Linked DNA regions of Macaca mulatta: region 1 is linked to region 2. The links are chromatin contacts, called in public Hi-C maps. All regions are on one chromosome and are shown on one strand. The core of a region is the stretch at or near the end of the contact, and the rest is flanking DNA. Distances in the headings are between cores, read along the strand shown. Region 1 has its middle 41 kb from the start of TRARG1. Region 2 holds the start of BHLHA9 (basic helix-loop-helix family member a9).

Evidence for each region. A called contact is a pair of places that touch in the nucleus more often than the background predicts.
Region 1: a contact with region 2 is called in a Hi-C map of fetal cortical plate, with 2.1 times the contacts expected there. The contact joins the enhancer-like site here to the promoter of BHLHA9 in region 2. A contact is called at or near these places in 7 of 14 Hi-C or Micro-C datasets (CD4 T cells, blood, cortical neurons and 4 more).

Annotation. Positions count from the first base shown.
Region 1 is chr16:2,868,826-2,874,969 of T2T-MMU8v2.0, forward strand. No RefSeq gene overlaps it. Among named protein-coding and RNA genes, the nearest start is that of TRARG1, 41 kb to the left of the region's middle. Within about 2 kb of position 2,601, at least 3 of the 40 cell types and tissues checked have an H3K27ac peak or open chromatin away from gene starts, as enhancers often do. A contact at or near this core is called in fetal cortical plate, where this site is marked.
Region 2 is chr16:2,819,835-2,826,514 of T2T-MMU8v2.0, forward strand. BHLHA9 (basic helix-loop-helix family member a9) reads left to right here and starts at 1,965. Exons shown (of 1, transcript NM_001194728.2): 1 at 1,965-2,672. The coding sequence starts at 1,965. The coding sequence ends at 2,672.

The DNA of each region.
Region 1 (6,144 bases), core at 1,351-3,850, 50 kb after region 2:
TCGCGCCACTGCACTCCAGCCAGGGGGAGAGAGCGAGACTCCGTCTCCAAAAAAAAAAAAAAGAAAGTAGAATGACAAAGGCCGAGTGTGGTGGCTCACGCCTGTAATCCCAGCACTTTGGGAGGCCAAGGCGAGCAGATCACCTGAGGTCCGGAATTCGAGACCAGCCTGGCCAACACGGTGAAACCCCATCTTTACTAAAACACAAAAACTTAGCTGGGCATGGTGGCGGGTGCCTGTAATCCCAGCTGCTCGGGAGGCTGAGGCAAGAGAATTGCTTGAACCCAGGGGGCGGAGGTTGCAGGGAGCTGAGATTGCACAGCCTGGGCAACAGAGCAAGACTCCATCTCAAAAACGAGAGAGACAGAGAGAATAACCGAGTAAAACATGGGTGTTTGTAGAGTGTGCCACTACGAAATAGTGGTTCTCCACATTTGGCCTGCATCAGAACCACTGGGAAGCTGGTTAAAACGATGGCTGGGTTCCACCTGTCTGTCCACACAGAACATAGCTTGCATGTCCCCCACTTAGCTGCCTTTATCAAAGTTAAAGATGTTAAAGACCTCTGAAATGTTCTCTCCTCTCTCACATCAGTGAGGGGGAACAAAAGAGGCCCAGTTTCTGGCTATTAGGACAAACCCAAGGATCTCTCTTATGTCAGGTCAGCTGACTTTGCTGATATGAGCATTTTCTCACATAACCCTGACATTAGAGCATAATTATGGTAGCCATCCTTATCGCCACTTTACAGAGGAGGAATTGACCACCAGCTGGGTTAACTGCAAAGTCACGCTGCTGGGCTAAAGCAGAAATGACATTCAAGCCCACATCTCTGATCTGGGTCTGATGCTCCCTCCTCCATAGCCAGCTGCCTCCCACAGTGTCAGGCATGCTCTTCCCTCCTCTCTACCCATCCAGGAACTACCAAGCTCCAGGTCCAAGACCAGCCTGACCAACGCGGCAAAACCCCATCTCTACCAAAAATACCAAAAAATTTGCCAGGCGTGGTGGCAGATGCCTGTAATCCCAGTATAATTATGGTAGCCGTCTGAGGCCCCCTTTCTCCAGAAAGCAAATATGGTCACTCAAAGCTAGATGTTTTTGCTTGATGTGAATATTCTATTGTTTAGCTACGTGATGTGCTTCTGGATGTTAAAAGCTCAGTTCTGAACTGTCTCCTTAGGCAGCAGCTGTTTCTGTGGCTAATTGGCTGTCTGGGGAGGCAGATGCAGCAGCAGCAAGAAAATACTGATCTTTCAGCCAAGACACTTAGAAAGAGCCGGGATACCCTGTTCCTCCATGAATCAGCTTTTTTTTTTTTTTTTTTTTGAGACGGAGTCTCGCTCTGTCGCCCAGGCTGGAGTGCAGTGGCGCGATCTCGGCTCACTGTAACCTCCATCTCCCGGGTTCAAGTGATTCTCCCACGTCAGCCTCCCGAGTAGCTGGGACTACAGGTGCTCGCCACCGCACCCATCTAATTTTTTTTTGCATTTTTAGTAGAGACGGGGTTTCACCGTGTTAGCCAGGATGGTCTTGATCTCCTGACCTTTGATCCATCCGCCTCAGCCTCCGAAGGTGCTGGGATTACAGGCGTGAGCCACCGCGCCCAGCCAATTTTTTGTATTTTTAGTAAAAACAGGGTTTCACCATGTTGGTCAGGCTCCAATTCCTGACTTCAGTTAATCCACTCGCCTCGGCCTGCCGAAGTGCGGGGATCACAGGCGTGAGCCACCGCACCCGGCCGCATCAGCATTTTTGAAACACCTGCTTATGACTTTGGCAGAACCCGATGGGAGGTATAGATTCTTCTATAGTGCTGGTGGTCTGAAGCTATTCAGCACCAAGGCCAGTGACCCAAACCCCAAGGAGTCTAAGAAGCCAGACGCGGTGGCTCACGCCTGTAATCCCCGCACTTTGGGAGGCCGAGGCGGGCGGATCACCTGAGGTTGGGAGTTCGACACCAGCCTGACCAACATGACGAAACCCGTCTCTACTAAAAATACAAAAAAATTAGCTGGGCGTGGTGGCGGGCGCCTGTAGTCTCAGCTACTCGGGAGGCTGAGGCAGGAGAATCGCTTGAACCCAGGAGGCAGAAGTTGCAGTGGGCCGAGATCGCATCACTGCACTCCAGCCTGGGCGACAGAGTGAGACTCCCTCTCAAAAAAAAAAAAAAAAAAAAAAAAAGCCATAAAGCAGAAATTCTCAACCCCGGCTGCAGATTGGAAGAGCTTAAACACACACACACACACACACACACACACACACACACACACACACACACACACGGAACATGTGTCTGGGTTCCACCTTAGTCTAATTGGATCAAAACTGGATCAACAGCACTCTGGAAGTAGATTCCGGCATTGCTGCTGCTGTTTTTAAAGCCCCGCTTTTGCAGGTGATGCTAATATATTAAAAGGATTGCGCATGCCTGCAGTAATGGACTGACAAACAGGAGGTGGAGTGTTCCAAAGAACAGGTAGCACCGTGGGAACCATGAGACTTTAAGTCTAAAAGGAACCTTGCAAAGGTCGTCATCCGCCTCCTCCGCCCTGCTTCCGGGGTCATCTGCCGCCTCCGCTCTGCTTCCGGGGTCATCTGCCGCCTCCGCTCTGCTTCCGGGGTCATCTGCCGCCTCCATGCTGCTTACATGAAAACTATTCTTGGCACGCTCTGAAGGGGTGACTGTACCCTCCACTCCGGAGTCGTCTCGCTTGGCTTCTCTTCTTTTTGTATCCACAAGTTCAAGAAATAGCCCAGACATTCTGCTCAGCAAATTGGAGCACTCGACGGGGCTCAGTTCATAAAACACACACACACACACTCACACTCAGAAGCCACAAGTCTGCAGATATCACAGCAGTCTGGCAGTTGGAGACTGTATCCTGCTTTCAAGATTTTTTAAAAGAAAAATCAAGTGTTGCTTGGTTATTTTAATGCGATAAAAATTGGAAACCACTTTACAGTTAAAAATAGGATGTTGGCTATCTTTGAAAAGTTAATTAATCAGGGGTTGGGCGTCTGCATAATAAAATTCAATGCAGCCATTACAAAGTATGCTTCATATGAAAGTTTAATGACACGAGAAGCTATGCATGCTGTTACATGAAAAATGGATGTACCATATGATCCCAATTAAAAAAAAAATGCTTGTTTTTAGACATGTAAAACAAAAATATGCAGTGTTAACAGCTATTATAGCATATTAGGGAAACATAATTTTTATTTTCCTTGTATTTTTTTATTTTTCTATTTGATCCTTTTTTTTTTTTTTTTTTTTTTTTTTTGAGACAGAGCCTCACTCTTGTCACCCAGGCTGGAGTGCAATGGCACGATCTTGGCTCACTGCAACCTTTGCATCCCGCATTCGAGCGATTCTTCTGCCTCAGCCTCCCAAGTAGCTGGGATCACAGGTGCCTGCCACCATGCCTGGCTAATTTTTATATTTTTAGTAGAGACAGGGTTTCACCATGTTGGCCAGGTTGGTCTCGAACTCCTGACCTCAAATGATCCACCCACCTCGGCCTCCCAAAGTGCTAGGATTACAGGCGTGTGCCACCGCGCCCGGCCTCGATCCATATTTTCTATAATAAACACACATTGATTTTGTCAGAAAAAAATGTAATAAAAAATGCTTAGATGCTGAACCAGTGAATTGATCCATAAAAATTTGCCATTTTCAACAGAAGATTGGTGGGAGCCTGGGCTACAATAAAATTTCATACCATAATCAAAGACATTCAAATAATAACAGTATAGATTCTTCCCTGGAATAAACAACTTTTTTTTTTTTTTTTTGAGACAGAGTCTCGCTCTGTTGCCCAGGCTGGAGTGCAGTGGCGTGATATCTCCACTCACTGCAAGTTCCGCCTCCCAGGTTTATGCCATTCTCCTGCCTCAGCCTCCCCAGTAGCTGGGACTACAGGCGCCCGCCACCACGCCCGGCTAAGTTTTTGTATTTTTTAGTAAAGTCGGGGTTTCACCCTGTTAGCCAGGATGGGTGGACCTCGTGATCCACCCGCCTTGGCCTCTCAAAGTGCTGAGATAAAGGCGTGAGCCACCGCGCCTGGCCATAAACAATTTCTTTAAGGCAAATGTCCACATTTCCTTGGAGTTAAATATTAATCTGATAGAACTCAGCCTAGGAGATGAAATTTAGTTTATGTGAAATTTTTATGAACTAATAAATGGGCTGGATCAAACAGCAGGACCAGAATAGAGTCACAAAGAAGTCTTACAAGATTAAGCATTTACTGTGAATTCTCCATTGCTTTCTTAAAAGGGTATGAACTTGGATGAGGCACTTACCTACCTCACGTCTATGGCACGGCACCTACACGCCTGCACCGTGTCCCGGGTGGGAAGCGGCGCTGGAAGCAGAAAGTGGCTGTGAGAAGAGAAATTAGCAAGACCCTCATCCAAGGCGAACTGGGAGAGCCACTCTTGGGTTCTTTTTGCATAGGTCACCTTCAGCAGGAAGTTTAAAAGCCGGAACCATATTCAGTTAAATATAAATATCAAGTCGTGCTTGATGGGGCTTCAGAGGAGCCAAGGCCCAGATGCCATAGTTGCCAACTGTGCACCACCATAAATGATTGAATATAACCCAAGGTACAGGGCTCACACTCCATTAATGGTTCAGTGCTCCCATCTCCTACCAAAGTGGAGCTTCTGAAGTGTTCATGGCGAAACAGAACAGTCTCCATCCGTCCATTAAGAAACATGCTTTCAGTACTGATGTTTTCAAAGCAACCTATTACTCTGATGAAAAATATAATTCAAATGATTTAAAAATGCAATCTGGGCTGGGCATGGTGGCTCATGCTTGAAATCCCAGCACTTTGGGAGGCCGAGGCAGGAGGATCACTTGAGGTCAGGAGTTCGAGACCAGCCTGGCCAACATGGCGAAACCCCGTCTCTACTAAAAATACAAAAATTAGCCTGGTTTGGCCAGGTGTGGTGGCTCACGCCTGTAATCCCAGCACTTTGGGAGGCCGAGGCGGGTGGATCATGAGGTCAGGAGATCGACACCATCCTGGCTAACATGGTGAAACCCCGTCTCTACTAAAAATACAAAAAATTAGCCGGGCATGGTGGCGGGCACCTGTAGTCCCCGCTACTCGGGAGGCTGAGGCAGGAGAATGGCATGGACCCGGGAGGCAGAAGCTGCAGTGAGCCGAGATCGCGCCACTGCACTCCAGCCTGGGCAGCAGAGCGAGACTCTGTCTCAAAATAAATAAATAAATAAATATCCAAAATTAGCTGGGCGTGGTGGCACATGCCTGTAATCCCAGCTACTCAGGAGGCTGAGGCAGGAGAATCGCCTGAACCCAGGAGGTGGAGGTTGTAGTGAGCCAAGATCCTGCCATTGCACTCCAGCCTGGGCAACAAGAACAAAACTCCATCTCAAAAAAACAAAAACAAAACAAAAAAAACCAGGGGTGAGCCACCATGCTCTTGTGTGTGTTAGGTCTAATGTATGAAGCAAAGTGCTGGCCAGACATCTCATGGGTTAACGCACCACCACACATGGTCACAAACAGCAGGGAGCTGCACCATATCCTTGAACAGAGCGATGAGATGACAGGTTGCACGCTGCTGAGGAAGATAAGGCGGCAGCTCTGTGCAGGGTGGGTTGAGGGGCTTACACGAGAGGCAGGGCACCGGCTCAGAGGTGGCCAGCACTGAGTCAGGTCGAAAACAACGGGACCCCAGCCAGCAGAGCACGCAACAGGGGATAGAACGGGAAACGGAGAGGATGCGAGGGCCTGTTCCAGGGTGAAAAACACACACTGCCATATTCATTTAGTAAAAAGTTGTCACTTTTTGGGAAAGGATTTTTTTTGTGTTTTTTGTTTTTGTTTTTTGAGATGGAGTCTTGCTCTATTACTCAGGTTGGAGTGCAGTCGCGTGATCTTGGCTCGCTGAGACCTCCGCCTCCCGGGTTCAAGTGATTCTCCAGCCTCAGCCTCCTGAGTAGCTGGAACTACAGGCGTGCGCCACCATGTCCGGCTAATTTGTTGTTGTTGTTGTTGTATTTTTAGTAGAGACAGGGTTTCTGCATGTTGGTCAGGCTGGTCTCGAACTCCCAACCTCAGGTGATCTGCTTGCCTCGGCCTCCCAAAATGTTGGGATTACAGGCGT
Region 2 (6,680 bases), core at 715-3,214:
CCTCGGGGTTTTCACGTGGGGCCGTTTCCTGACCTGCGCGGGGAAGGGCGGGAGCGGCCGGGAAACGCCACCGGGAAACGCGCGCTGCGTGGGCATTTTCTTTGCTTTTACTTACCTTGTTTTTTGTTTGTTTTTGAGACGGAATCTCCCTCTGTCGCCCAGGCTGGAGTGCAGTGGTGCTATCTTGGCTCACTGCAACCTCCGGTTCCCGGGTTCAAGCCATTCTCCTGCCTCAGCCTCCCGAGTAGCTGGGACTACAGGCGCCGCCACCACGCCCGTCTAATTTTTGTATTTTCTTAGAGACGGGGCTTCACCATGTTGGCCAGGATGGTCTTGAACTCCCGACCTCAAGTGATCCGCCTACCTCGGCCTCCCAAAGTACTGGAATTACAGGCGTGAGCCACTGCGCCCGGCCTCTAGCTGCTTTATAATTCCACATATATTGCAGATTTGGGGGAAATAGAACCCGGGAAATGTAGATGTCCTTAGGATGGTTTCATCCTACTGGGCAAGGCAGACAATCACAGAAGTAAATACATACACTGTGCTTCCTAATGCCTTGTTATTTTCTTCTATGGAGACATTCAGTTTGAAATAATGGGGTTACTGGCAACGCTCTCTTGGCGAGATGGATGTGAACCACACACCCATTCCAATGCCACAGGCCTTGGCATTTTGGAGGCATTTGGGTTGTGACTGGGAATGAGTGGCCCTCAGGTACTCCAAATAACTCAGCTGTGGATGCCGGAAATCCCACTGGGGGTCTTTCTCTGGGAATAAACATCTTTTTTCTGAGACCCTCTTTCAAATGCAAATCCCTGGGGGAAGAGGAGAGAGGCTGCTCATTGAGTTCATAACCTGGCAGAGCTGTGTCACGAGATAGGGCTGCCCGAGGGCTCTGGACCCCAAAGATGCCCCTGATGGGGACCCAGGGCTGCAAAGGGATCTTCCCCTTCACCCTCTGCTGCCGACTCAGCCCAGCTCTGTCTGCAGAAGGGGAGTCAAAGGGCAGTGGAGGGAGAGTCAGGCCTAACCAAAACCCGAACCCCAATTGCCGCCAGCCGCACTCCATAGCTGAAAAAGCCGGAAGCTCTGGGCCAGCCTTACCTGCAGGGCCCTGCCCCTCCCATTTGAGCCCTGCTGGCACACTCGTGCTTTTCCCAATGACATCTCTGTGGTTGCCCACAGGACTTGACAAGACCTTTCAAGGTTTGTTGTTGTTGTTATGAGATGGAGTCTCGCTCTGTGGCCCAGGCTGGAGTGCAGTGGTGGGATCTCTGCTCACTGCAACCTCCGGCTTCCGGGTTCAAGCCAGCCTCCTGCCTCAGCCTCCCGAGTAGCTAGGATTACAGGCACCCGCCACCACGCCCGGCTAATTTTTGTGTTTTTAGTACAGACGGGGTTTTATATACCCTGTTGGCCAGGCTGGTCTCGAACTACTGAACTCAAGTGATCCACCTGCCTCGGCCTCCCAAAGTGCTGGGATGACAGGCGTGAGCCGGCACCCAGCCCTCTGCCACTCTTTATTTCTATCAGCTTTCCTGCTAGAAGCCAAACTTAGCACTGTATCTGGGAGTGGGGAGGAAGAATGTGGAACCCAGACACCCCACAGCAGCCCCGGAGCGAGGCAGGGCAAGGTCCCCCGTGCAGCGTGGCCGGGCTGCCGTCTGGTCCCCGCTTACAAGAACCTGCAAGCTTCCCTCCTCGCTTTCCTTCTTCCCCTCGGTTCCTCCCTCGCCGACCTACCTGGAGGCCGGTAATAATGCAGGAGGAGGGAGATGGATGGATGGGAGGGCGGGGCGCCGCGTGGTGCCATAAAGCCCAGCTGGAGGGGGCCTGTCTCGGGAGTGTCCAGCCCCAGGAGCCGGGGACCGTCCGCGTAGCGAGCCGGGGCCGGGGCAGGGGGCAGACGGCAAAGGGCAGAGGGCCGGGACTGGGGCAGAGGGTGAGGGCCCGGGGAGGCAATGCTGCGGGGCGAGCCAGGACTAGGCCTCAAGGCGCGGAAGGGGGCCGAAGGCTCTGCGGAGGACTTGGGGGGCCCCTGCCCCGAGCCCGGGGGTGATTTGGGGGTGCTGGGGGCGAACGGCGCTTCCCCTGGCCAGGGCGAGGCAGAAGAGCCGGCTGGGAGGAGGCGCGCGCGGCCAGTGCGGTCCAAGGCGCGGCGCATGGCGGCCAACGTGCGGGAGCGCAAGCGCATCCTGGACTACAATGAGGCCTTCAACGCGCTGCGCCGGGCGCTGCGGCACGACCTGGGCGGCAAGAGGCTCTCCAAGATCGCCACGCTGCGCAGAGCCATCCACCGCATCGCCGCGCTCTCCCTGGTCCTGCGCGCCAGTCCCGCGCCCCGCGAGCCCTGCGGACACCTGGAGTGCCACGGCCCAGCTGCGCGCGGGGACACCGGAGACACAGGCGCCAGCCCCCGGACGCCTGCAGGGCCCAGCCTCGCACGCCCAGACGCCGCCCACCCCTCGGTGCCGTCTGCGCCCCGCTGTGCCTCGTGCCCCCCGCACGCGCCCCCGGGACGGCCCAGCGCGGTGGCCGAGGGGCCGGGCCTAACCCAGGCCTCCTGGGGAAGCTGGCGCCGCTGTCCGGGGCCTTCCTCTGCTGGGCTGCCTCCCTGGCCGCGGGGCTACCTGCGAGCCGCTCCCAGGATGGGCCACCCGCGCTCCTGACCAGCCTCGAGGCACCAGCGGGGCTGGAGGGAGGCCGTGCTGGCAGCTGGACTACAAAAGCCGGGACTGCAAAGGCGTCCTGTACAAGAGCAGAACTGGACGGGCTGAGACCTGGCGTGAAAGAGACACGGCCTCCCTAGAGACAAGGAGCTCTGGGGCCTGAGGCTGCCCCCCACATCCCAGCCTGGGCCAGAGAGAAGGAGCTCCAGGGCCTGGGGCTGCGCCCCCGCATCCCAACCTGGGGAGGCATTTCCCAGAAAGGCTCAGGATCCTGAGCTCATCTTGGACTCGAACTCGTCTTGGAGCCACCTTCGCAGCCCTGCGCCTCCGAGCCCTGTGTGCTCTCGCTGCTTTTAGGAGAGTGAGGGCTTTGGGGCAGCAGGTGTGGGAGCGTGGGAGTGCGGGTGGGGCCTGCTGTGGTTTCGTGGGCACATGAGTGCGGAGTCCCCTTCCCCTGCCTGCGCTGCTGCCCAAGCCTGGTCCGGGAGAGGCAGCAGCAGCAGCCAAATAAAAAGGAAAAACTCATTTCTGTCCGATACCACGACTCCAGTGGGCCCAGTGGCCCAGGGTGGCAGGAACGCCTGAGGGCCCCGGGCTCGCCTTGGAACGCTGGGCGGGGCCTAAGGCCCACAGGTCGGCGCCTGGGGGAACTCGTTCATAGCAAGACCCCAGGTGTGGCTGAGCACTGTGGGGGCCCAAGGGGAGGAAAAAGACATCCAGAGACCCCCTCCCTGCGTCCCCTGGGGTGGGAGAGGGCATGATCAGGAGAGGGGTCAAGGGGGCCTGGGAGGGTAGGGATGCGGTCAGCCCCGTCTCTGGACCTGCCTGGAGTGAGCCACAGCGAAGGGAGAGTCTGGCCGGGTCTCAGGGAAGGAGGCCAAGGGCAGGGCTGAGGATTGGAGGCCTGTGAGTCCTGCGTGCATGTACCTCGAGCGACAGGCAGGAAGAACTCCCAGGGAACTGTGGCCCAGGGCGCCCATGATGAGGGGCCGACTTGGAACCCAGGAAGGATTCTGGGGAGGGGGTTGAGTGAGGGCAAAGGGGCCTCAGGTCAAGCCGGCTGAGCGAGTGAGAGGCACAGCCAGCTGCCCCGGGAGTTTTGTCCAGAGAGCTGACCTGCGTCTGAGACGAGCTGGTGTCTGGCCCGGATCAGGCTAAGGGTCTAATGCGGCAGGGGCTGCCTGCTAGGCCAGAGCCCAGAGGTGCTGGGGGAGAGCTGGGCTCTTGCCAACAGGAGAGGGAAGGGTTCTCCACAGCAGAGTGGGGATCCCACAGAAGCTAGAGAAACGCCATTAGGCATAAACCCAGGGAGAGTTTCCCAGAGCACGTGGGGTGAGGCCCACCACTACAATTAAAAATGCCTGTGCTGTCTGCAAACCCCAGCCCTGGCTGGCGCGCTCGGCATCCTGTCCCCAGCCACAGCCCTTAGGGTTCCCAATTGCACAGGAAGGCATGCCACAGACCACGGGAAGGCTTTGACTCTACTCAGCGGGGACGTGGGGTCTAGCCAGGAGCAGCAACACGTGAGATGCTGGCCCCAGCCCTGCCCGCCGAGCCCCACAGTGCCACGGGCTGCCAGTGGGAAGGAAAGAGCCAGGCCTGCCCCAGTCCAGCCCCTGCTCAGCCGCCTCTCTCAGCCTCTAGTTCCTCCCCTCTGACATGAATAATGATTCCAGGGTGGCTGTGAGGATTGTAAGTGGTTCGTAAAGGACCGTTTCTGGCACACAGAAGGTGTTCAAGGTGTTCACAAGCTGTAACTGTTTGTGTACTATTAGGATCTTATGAGAAACCAGCTTGGACAAGGCTGTAGCCGTGTTTCAGCCTCAGGTATTTATCATCTGGAAACATGATACAAGGACCAGCAAGTCCTGCTTTCCTAAATTCCAGGACTGAAAGAAATAAGGGGGCCGGGCACGGTGGTTCACCCCTGTAATCCCAGCACTTTGGGAGGCCGAGACGGGTGGATCACCTGAGGTCAGGAGTTTGAAACCAGCCTGGCCAATGTGGTGAAACCCCATCTCTACTAAAAATACAAAAATTAGCTGGGTGTAGTAGCGCACACGCCTGTAATCCCAGCTACTCAGGAGGATGAGGCATGAGAATTGCTTGAGCCCGGGAGGCAGAGGTTGCAGTGAGCCAAGATTGTGCCACTGCACTCTAGCCTGGCCAACAGAGTGAGACTCTCTCAAAAAAAAAAAAAAAGAAAGAAAGAAAGAAAAGAAAAGAAAGAAGTAAGGGTTCTACTCCCCCACCCTGTCACGCTCTCAGCCTGGAAATAGCAAGGACACTCCTGCAGGCAGAATCCTGGCGCAGCAGCCCCATGAGTTCCGTGGGAGGGATGTCACAGTTCTGGACTTCCGTCTCCTCACTGACCAGCTGAGTGATCTTGGGCCAATCACCTGGCGGCTTTGAGCCTCGGTGTTCCTATCTGTAAACGGGCTAGAATAAGTACTTACATCATAGGCTGTTTTGGAGACTAAATGGGACGATGAATTTAACGCACTAGCATAGTGCTTGGCCTATATAAACACTCACTGAGTGGAGGCTGTTCAGACATACTCAGTTCACAAGGTTGTTACAAGGAGAGAATGCATGGGAAGCTGTTTTATAAACTGTAAAGTCCAGGACACACTGGCTGCTATCATGGTTTTTCCAGGGCTGTGTGTTTGGGTGCACACGTTGTGTGTTTGCGTGCTGATATGTATTTGCCTAGGATTCTGAGTTTGTGATATGTACATATTTTGTGTGTGTTTATATAGATGTGTGGCTGCTTGGATATTTGCGTGGGTATCCATATACGTTATCAACCTGAGAGGTGCTTCCTCATCTCTCTGATGCCACAGGGGATCCTGGGCCTGAGTAGCCTTAGTTATGTACTGTTTAGGTTTTCTGGAACCCTTGCTTGATTTTTCTGTCTGCTTCCCAAGATCATATCCATTCTCCAAGATGACTGATATGTGGTGAAGAAAAGATTTTGTAATTATTAAAAAATGGTGGTTATGGCCGAGCACAGTGGCTCAAGCCTGTAATTCCAGCACTTTGGGAGGCCGAAGCGGGCGGACCACGAGGTCAGGAGATCGAGACCATCCTGGCTGACACAGTGAAACCCCGTATCTACTAAAAATACAAAAAATTAGCCATGCATGGTGGCGGATGCCTGTAGTTTCAGCTACTTGGGAGGCTGAGGCAGGAAAATGACGTGAACTTGGGAGGCAGAGCTTGCAGTGAGCCGAGATCGCACCACTGCACTCTAGCCTGGGCGACAGAGTGAGACTCTGTCTCAAAAAATAAATAAATAAATAAAAATAATTGTGGTTATCCATTGAGATCACAGGATTTGCCCAAATATTGTTTAAAAGGCACAATGATAGGCATGAAATGCACAGAAAAAGGAAAATGCCAGAAAGGAAAGAGACAGGTGTAAGACAGAGCCACTAAGTCATGGCTCACTGTAGCCTTGACCTCCTGGGCTCAGGTGATCCTCCCACCTCAGTCTTCCTAGCAGCTGAGAATACAGGCGTGTGCCACCATGCCAGCTAATTTTTGTATTTTTTGTGAAGATGGGGTTTTGCCATGTTGCCCAGGCTGGTCTCAAACACGTGGGCTCAAGTGATCCTCCTGCCTTTGTCTCCCAAAGTGCTGGCATTACAAGTGTGAGGGGCCTGGCCTTAATTTTCTTTCTTTGTTTTTGAAATGGAGTCTCTCTGTCGCCCAGGCTGGAGTGCAGTGGTGTGATCTTGGCTCACTGCAAGCTCTGCCTCCTGGGTTCACGCCTTTCTCCTGCCTCAGCCTCCTAAGTAGCTGGGACTACAGGCGCCCACCACCACGCCCGGCTAATTTTTTTTTCTTTTTTTTTTTTTTGTATTTTTAGTAGAGATGGGGTTTCACCGTGTTAGCCAGGATGGTCTTGATCTCCTGACCTCGTGATCCACCCGCCTTGGCCTCCCAAAGTGCTGGGATTACAGGCGTGAGCCACCGCGCCTGACCAGATTTTCATTAGATTCTTCA